Linked DNA regions of Zea mays: region 1 is linked to region 2. The links are chromatin contacts, called in public Hi-C maps. All regions are on one chromosome and are shown on one strand. The core of a region is the stretch at or near the end of the contact, and the rest is flanking DNA. Distances in the headings are between cores, read along the strand shown.

Region 1 (4,307 bases), core at 284-2,783, 250 kb after region 2:
TTCCTCTTATGAAATCTTAATAAGTACTTCCTCCATTCCAAATTATAAGACATTTTGTTTTTTCTAGATACATTCCTTTCACTTTGTATCTAGACATAATGTATATCTAAGTGCATAACAACTGCTATGTATTTATAGAAGCCAAAAAATCTTATAATTTGGTACGGAGGGAGTAATAATTATATTGATTTCCAGGATGGATCGATACAAACTCGAATAGTCTTATTTTGGGCTCTAAAAAAATCAAAAGAATGAAGTGCATTTTCATCAATTAGACTAGAGAGATTGCTCCAGGTGGCTTAACTTGTTGCATATTCATTTTTATTTGCCAGTGATCAAGGTGAAGGGAAACATCTACCTGACATCATCTAATGTACGCCCTGTTTTCATTGTGTAGCTCTGGCGTGGACGCAGTAGATTCAAGTCTGAATCTGTTTCGGTTGAAGAGGTTAAAAGGGAAAACTCATCCTTATTTCCAGAAGCAGACCCATAGCTCAAAATCACAGATACATGAATACGCGAAGCAATAGCTGAACCAACAGGCGCAGATTCCAAGACTGCACCAACTAATTTGTCGAGCCGATTGATATCTGTCTTCATTCCTAACTTTCCTAACTTGCTGCTTGTGTTCTCCATGGCAACATGCATGAAGACTAGATCGAATTCAGATGTTTCCTGCACATCCCCATCCGAGAATCCTAGCAGATCAAATGCTCTTTTGATTAATCCATCCTCTTTAGTAATGCTGGACGAGCCAGATTGTGGGGCAAAATCATTGGTTTTAAAAACATGGAAACCAAGATTCGCTGCGAAGGAGCTGACATGGGGGCAACTGGTGACCAAGGCAGCTCTCAGGCCCATAAACCTGAAATTTCAGGGCAGCTACAACTGGTTAGTACTCTTACAAGATTAATTAACATCTTGTAAAGCACATGGATGGCACATGCATCCAGTTAGTACCCACCTCTCAAACAGCTTGGGAACCACGAGCTCCTGTGGATCCACTTGGGCAACTTCTTGACCACTTTCCTCATTCTAAAATGTAACAAGTTCAAGCACTATTACATACATCTCTTACTTTCTCGAGCAATCACTCCATTCCAACACAAATGGGAAGCAAGATCTCACCTTTCCGGGGTAGAGATGATCGTAAACGTCGAGCAGCTGCGCCAGTTCCAAAATCGTGCTGCTATTATCCTCGGTGCCTAGGCGTATCACAGCACAGAACTACGAACTGAGCGGCGACAAGTGACAAAGATGACGGGAGGTGAAGTCCGATGGATTAGTACCGGTCGTAGGATGGGAAGTCGGCGGGGAGCGTAGGGTGAGAAGGCCGCAGCAGGCGCGGGAGGCGAACGCGTCGAGGTGGCTCCCCGCGGCTGCGGAGCCCGGCGGGGGGATGAGCGCCGCGGCGTGGCCGGCGGCGTAGACGACCAGCGCGCGGCTCGGCTTGTCCGCCATGGCCGCACCCGCACTTCTCTCGCCGGAGTCGCCTACTTGCCTCCTTTACTCTCTGTCTGCCCCCTCCGCGGTGCCACCACGCGTCTGGACAGGGCCCACGTGTCACAAGGACGACAAGATTATTAATGGGCTGATCATGGGCCTCTAAACTGACTAGGCCCACTTGCAAAATTCTAACAGCCACCAACGTCCGCGCAGAAAAAAAAAGCAGGAAAAAAGTCGAGAAGGAAAACCCCTAACCCTAGGCAAGGGCCTCCCCCGCCGTCTCGTGTCGGCATAAACCCCAGCCGTCTCTCCTCGACTCTCCGAGGCACGGCCCTGCCTCTCCGCCTCGACTCTGTGGTAAGCATCGCGGCGAGGGAGCTCCGATGGCCGGGAAAAAACGGACCCAGACTGATCGCGCGGTTCTGGAGGCGGTGCCTGCCTCGGACGCTATCCGGAATGAGGCTGCAGCTGCGGAGGCGCCGGCGAAGAAGAAGCTGGCCATGGAGCGGAAGAAGGAGCGGAAGGAGATGGATAAGGAGCGCCACCGCCAGTCGGCCGAATTTGCCAAGCCCCAGCCGCCGGCAGCGGAGTCTGCGGCTCCTGTGAATCCCCCGGCCGCTCCGGTGGCTGTGGGACCGGGACTGCACATGAACGTGTTCAGAGACCTGGCATCACCAGAGGCATCGGTTAGAGAGGCTGCAGCCGAGGCGCTGGTGGTGGAGCTCCGGCAAGTGCAGAAGGCGTACGAGAAGAGCGCGCGGAATGGGGAGAGGGATGCTGGTGATGGGGATACGCAGATGGAGGCTGAGAAGGACGACGGGCTGGATAACTGCGCCCCATCAGTGCGTTACGCCATCCGGCGGCTTATTCGTGGCATCTCTTCTTCTAGAGAGGTAGAAATGTTTTTCCATGAGTTCAGGACAAGCTTAGTTTGAGTTGGCTGATGTCACGATCTGCTTTACTCTATTAACTTCGGAAATTTGTTTGCAGTATGCAAGGCAAGGATTTGCTTTGGGTCTTGCCGCTGTCCTCGAATCGATTCGGGCAATCAAGGTGGAAGCAATTATGAAGTTGATCCCTAATTTATTGGAACATTCATCTTCTATGAAGGGACCGGTAAATTGAAAAACTAATGTCACTACTCAGTACTCATTATGGCTATCAACATGTCTCTTTCCTGTTTTGATGGCAACTTACGTTTCTGTTTAGGAAGCTAAGGACAATCTTTTGGGGCGCCTGTTTGGATTTGGAGCAATTGAGAGGTCTGGTCGTGTGTCACGACAGTGGTCACGTGACAAAAGCTCACCCATTGTTAAGGAATTTGTGAGTGTGGTTGTAGAACTCGGTGGCAAGAAACGATATTTGACGGAGCCTGCAGTTGCTGTGATTCTGGATTTAGTCAGGAAGGTACATCTTTCAAGCACACACTGATACGGCTTTAACACGTGATACTCTTTTATTATAGTGTGATGCATATAATGTTAGGATTAAACTTTTTGCGCCGCTGCCAGTGATAGAAACGTGCAGTTTTTTATATATTTATCATTGTTAATTTCATGTTATGTATTCCCCGTTCTTTTTTTTGAATCAAGTTATTTTAATTAATTAGTGATCTTACCAGTGTTATATAAAAACGAACGGAGTAGCTAATTAACAAAATAATTGCAGACTTGAAGCAAATAATTTTGTTGGACTATATGTATGTATGAATATGAGGTGTAGTTTTACCCTATCCGTCTGATAGAAGTGCTAATTTTTCACTTGAAGATGACATCTTGTTGTCCTAGTACCACAGTTGGATGTGTCCAAATATTTCACAAAAGCAAAAAGAACAATGACGGAGGAAAACAAAATTAAAGAGACTGAAGTTAGGGCCCATGCGCAAAGCAGTGGAGACAAATAAAATGTTACTATCATACTACCTCTGTTGTTTTATACTTGTATTGATGCGGACATGATCTGAATTATATTTGGCCATTACTTATAAGCATTTGTTGTTATAAAAATGTTAAATTTTGAAGTACTTGCATGAAAAATATACTAGTACTCTTTTCATATGACACAATTATAGTTAGTAAACCCTTTTTTTGTGTGGAAGGTTTGGCCTGTGGATGGTATCGTACTAAAGGTGTTTAGCCCAATTTGGATTGCCAGAATCACTCATCAAATATGATTGTGTGCTGTCGCAACGCACCGGAACTAGTACTGTTTTCATATGGCACAATTATAGGCAATCTCTTGTTCATAACAATAAATTTTGACAGTTTATTATATTTTAAAATCTGCTTTAATAAATATTCCTTTGCAGCGACTTGCTTTACAATACATTTTTTGTTGGTAGGAGCTTTCATGGTATCCTTATCACGAGTTACATTTTTATTTGCCTTTTTCTAATGGGTATTGTTGTGACAGAAGAGATTATTAATAGCTCTATATGAGCATGGACTGCATGGTTATGGCAGTTGTTATGTTAGCATTGTATTAGTTAATTATTTAGAAGTTGCAAGTTGCAACATTATGGAAAAAAGGAATCATGAACAAGATGTCAAGTGAATCCTCATACATTTGCAGTGGCCAGTGGCACATTTGTAGTAGTACCGTTATCAAGGTTATTAAAACGGTAAAATGTTGGAACGCTCATGGATCAAAATTTGACTTTTAAACGTTTAAACTTTGTTTAAACGTAGTTTTAAACAACACAGGAAAAATACCAATACATCATAATTTCAGACAATAATATGAAGTTAAATACCAAAATAGAGAGATTAGTGGCCTACCAAAACTTCACCCATGAGCTAGATTGAACCTCAAAAGTAACTAATAGACTGGACCCAAAAGTAGCTAATGGTCTAAAATGCATA
Region 2 (4,638 bases), core at 1,754-4,253:
TTGACATGTAGATACATCATCGCTAGAAGTTCAGAGTTCCCATCACATTTATACACACATGAAACCTGCACCAAAAACTTTGTTCAGAAATGAAGTTGTCAGGATCAGCTACATGTCTCGGCGGAACAGATTGTATGCGGAGATGAGGGAGCAAATGGCGAAAACAACAAATGCCACGAAAGATATGGCAATGGAGCCGTTCGCCATGCTCGGGAAGGAATCGCTCCCCCAGTTCTCAATCAAATCACTTGCTCGAGCAGTTGCTGATGACGATGACGATATCAGAAGGTATGCTACCACCTGAAACGGCAAAAGAAGTTACCATCATGAGAGCAAGCTCGTCCCTGGAAATTGGGAGTACACATCTATATTCACAATAGTTGGGGATCAGGGGCGGACTCACCACCCAGGCACCGCAGGCGGTGGCCTGGGCTGGCTCGCCAGCTGCAATGGAGGGCAAGGCGCGAGCACAGTGCACGGAAGCAAGCAGCACGTGGCACGAGCACAGGCGTGGGGATCACACCGTATTCTCGCCTAGGCTGTCATCAGTTCCTGGGTCCGCCACTGTTGGGGATAGACGGGGGAGAAACGAGCTACTCCAATGCACAGTTTGGTTATCTAGTCGATTCTATTCCCTAAGAGACAGACCAGGTGACCAATTGTGATTAGTCATCGACCAGGGCGACTAAACAACACTAGTAGTCCCCTATATGTCAGGACAAATATATATCATATACTATGTATACAAGTGCAGAACCAAATCTACACAAGTGCAGCAGCCAAGACACAAGCCAGCACCCACCAGCAGCAGTAGACATACACATCAGTAAATGGCAGAAAAGCAGAACAAACAGGAATTGCTACACCGCTACTGCAGCAGTCAAGATTCAGGAATAAGATCTCAAGAAAATGGAGGAATGGAGGAAGTACCATGATCGTGAGCTCATCCTCGCAGACCAGCAGCAGTTAGGATGGGAAGGGTTGCAAATTGGTCCAAAAAAATTAATCCCAAAAACTTAAACCGAAGTGGCTCCAGCCATAGTAGATGCACCCAATGTCTCAGCTGCTCAGCAATTGCAATATGTTTCTTGCTGCTCACCCCCTAGCCGCCTGACTAATCATGATTAGTCATCACATGTCTAGAAAAGTAATCAGTCTAATCAGGTTGTAGCTCCTAGTCGAGTCCAGAGTAGCGATTAGGACTACTAACCGTGATTAATTGAATGACTTAATAACACTGCAAGTTTCAACCCTGAAACTATTGTGTTTGTGGGATACTTGTTGAAGTTAGCCATCTAAACTATCTATTTAACCTTTCACAAAGTCAATTCTGGCACTAGCTATCACGTGCTTAGAAACAGGGAGGAATGGAGATATGTCACCTCAAATGTAAGTGACAAGGAGGCAGTATCAAGTTTGTGTAACTGACAAAATAAGGAGTATAATTGACACTAGTACAGTGACATCACAGTAAAGGTGCTGCACACCAATATTATGGTCTTGTAACTCTATGCACTTGAGCACATATTCGTTGTGAAGACATATTAACTAAGCAAGCTCATGCTCATCAATTGCTCACTCACTCAATTTACATTTGAGCATGGATGCAATGAACGTGAAAATGAGATATGTCGAACATGCCAATGATCTTGCTGATCCTCATGTATAAAGTATCAAGAGTAAGCTAGGTTTTATTTCCAGGCTGATGTTGAATATTCTCTACTCAACTTCAGATAAGTAGCAATTAACATCCACAAATATTCATCACAAATTTGGATGACGCAAAGTTTAGCACAGGATAGGACGATCAGAATGCAGGCATTTGGTGCGTATCATATGAAGAGGCGATGAACTAACCATGCCGACTTCAATCCAGGCAGCAAATGGAGGGAGCATAAATTAACCAAGGAGTGTATCAGCAATCACAAGTAAGTCATCTCCTTCACCACCAGATTAAAAAGCCTATACTGTGCTTCAGTAAGACGACTTCTACCAATTCCTCTTCCTCGGTGTAACATCATAGCAAGGAGGGCAACCATTTGCACAGCCGTAAACAAGCCTACGAAGAGCGAGCGGTAAAGACGACACGAGGCAGCAGGCACACACCTGATCCATGGTGAAGTCGAAGAGATCACGCTTGGGATGGGGAATCAAATGCTTGTTCCTCCTCATGAGCTCGGCGAGCGCGACGAACTGGAACACCGAGTACAGGAAGCCGACGACGTTGACGGCCTCCGAGTACCTGCGCACGCAGCAGAACGGATGGCTTACGCGTGAACGGAGTCGCCAACCCAAGCTATACATAGAAAACCCTAGCAGGCGAGGCGAGTGAGCGCCGTAGGAATCAAGGGGATTTCGTGTGCGCGCGCGTACCGGAACTGGGCGTAGTTGCTGTAGGAGTCGCGGGCCCAGCCCCTGCGAGTGTCGGAGGCGAGCACGGCGAGCGCGGCGAGGCAGAGCCCCGCGGCGGCGGCCCTGGCCAGCAGCGCGGCGCGCTGCATCACCGCGGCCCGGCGCTTGCGCGACAGAATGGCGGGCACGACCCGGTCGGCCGACCTGACCTGCGCGTGAGGAGGCGGGGCCCTTGGAGCTGGAGCCGGAGAGGCAGCGGGAGGGGGAGGGGGAGCCGCAGGCAGAGGCGGGGCGGGCGGGGGCGTCTTCGCGGGCTGCTGCCGCCGCGGCGCGGGCGGATCGTGGCGAGCGCGACGGCCGCCGTTCCACGAGTACCACCCGCCTCCGCCGCCGCGGCCAGGGTTCGGTTCGGCGGTGTGCGACGTGGCGCGCGGCGGCACGTACCTGGCGGCGGCGGCGGCGTGGTGCGTGGAGGCGACGACGACGTCCTCCGGGGACGCGGCGGCGCCGGGGAGCTTCTCCGTGTCGGCCAGCCACTCGCCGCTGCCCGCCCTGTCGCGCGTCGGCGACGGGGTGGCCTGCTGCTGCGCCTGGAGCGCCATGTGGGTGGAGGCAGAGGAATACACTGGGCTGTTTTTCCGTACGAGTCTGGGATAGTAATACTCGGTGGTTACCCGTTGGCCGTTGCCATCTGTACTAGTGAGAAAGCTTCTGCTTCTGTTGAGTTGACAGTCGGGTTGGACCGGACCGGAGCAGCCCAAATGAAACGTGCAGTCGGGCTGGACCGGACTGGATGCGTGGGGTTGAGATCTAGCGTTGATCACGGCCCACCAAACTGTCAGCTTGTGCTGCTCAGTTGAGTTGACAGTCGGCATTCATTTGCTAAAAAACATCAGATTAGCTGCTGACCAAGATGCGTGCATGCTCGGCCCGCGAGACACGTACGGCCGCTTGTGCACTCCCAGACCCAGTTTCCCACAATCCCACTGCATGGTCTTGGTCTGGGTCTAGCTGTCTAGCCACGCCATACACATGCACGCCACGCCAGGAAGCAGGAGCAGAGGAGCACACTCTAACTCTGCCAACCAACAGGGCACCCGAGAACCGGTCCATACTCCATCCACCTCTCGACCATCTCCACCCACTCACCGCTGGCAGCGGCGCCCGGCCAGCCGCCCAGCTCCGGTCCCGACCCTTTACTTTCGCTCGACTACCCGCCGGGCCGGCCCATCACACCGTTCGTCGCTCGCTCGTACGCCATGGCGGAAGCCTCTTCGCCGTCGTCGTCGCCGCTGCGCGTCCCGCCGCAGCGGGCCGTGGCACTCGTCGCCGCGCTCCTCGTGCTCGTGCTCCTCCGCGCGCCGTGCGGCGGCGCCATCAGGCCGGTGCGCGAGGGGGCGAGTAACGGTGGCGCCGCTACTGTTGCGCGGGCGCAGGACGGCGGTCACCGCCACCGGGCAGCGAGTACGACGGTCGGCGGCCGCGCTCACACCCCGCCGTCCGGCCCGTCGTGGAACCACAACTGAGCCGAGCGTACGGTGCTCGTCGTCGTACGTCCAGCGCGTGCGCTCGGGTCGGATCGAGCTCCCCTCGCCGCCGAGCCGATCGTCAAGGTTCACGGCCGGTCGGCTGTCCGTGTCCGGCCTGGAGCGTAAAAAACAAAAAGTTTCCCGTTCATCCTTTTCCTAGCTCACGTGGTCCGTTCCAAATTATAGTTCGTCTCGGTTTATTTACGAATTCAAAGCATCTCATCTCAGGTTCGGTCGCAGTCGCAGCATTGTTTTCGTGACACCGACACAGTCCACCTGCCCCCACCGAGGTTGTTCATCGTCGAGCAGAGCAGCATATCCGATAATCCAATGCTAGACGAAGCAGCACATTATTTAAATTATTCAAATCAGGAAATTTTGGGAAACCCAGGAGATGTGTCAGAATCTAGCATGCGGTTGCATCTCAAAACTTTGCACTTGCATTAGCGCCATTGCTCCCGAGTTACCTCGTTCGGCTGCCCTATAGCCACAATAGTTGTTCGGACTAGAGACAGAATAATATAGAATCCGTAGCCACATTAATAGTGTGTTTGGTTTGAGGAATGAAGTGATCCATCTTCTTCTCACTCCTCACTTTTTTTTATTTGGTTTGTGGAATAGAATGGGTTGATCCATCACCGCCTCATTCCTCATAAGCTAATAATTAGTATATACATATAGGCTGTTTGGTTTGAGGAATGAGCTAGTCCATTATCTTCTCACTCCTCACTTTTTTGTTTGGTTTGTGGAATGGAAT

Evidence for each region. A called contact is a pair of places that touch in the nucleus more often than the background predicts.
Region 1: a Hi-C map of ear shows a contact between it and region 2, with 6 times the contacts expected there. The contact joins the promoter of LOC100191155 here to the promoter of LOC100284695 in region 2. A contact is called at or near these places in 15 of 25 Hi-C or Micro-C datasets (bundle sheath, ear, endosperm and 6 more) and 2 of 3 datasets of contacts at active chromatin or transcription factors (leaf and seedling).

The regions. Positions count from the first base shown.
Region 1 is chr5:78,717,975-78,722,281 of Zm-B73-REFERENCE-NAM-5.0, forward strand. It overlaps LOC100191155, which reads right to left and starts at 1,534. Exons shown (of 6, transcript NM_001136591.1): 1 at 1,290-1,534; 2 at 1,129-1,205; 3 at 965-1,035; 4 at 359-865. The coding sequence starts at 1,461. LOC103626594 reads left to right here and starts at 1,617. Exons shown (of 8, transcript XM_008647003.4): 1 at 1,617-2,339; 2 at 2,437-2,562; 3 at 2,656-2,853. The coding sequence starts at 1,830.
Region 2 is chr5:78,471,043-78,475,680 of Zm-B73-REFERENCE-NAM-5.0, forward strand. LOC100284695 (UL36 tegument protein) reads right to left here and starts at 3,004. Exons shown (of 3, transcript NM_001196801.1): 1 at 2,374-3,004; 2 at 2,107-2,242; 3 at 1-300. The coding sequence starts at 2,954. The coding sequence ends at 109.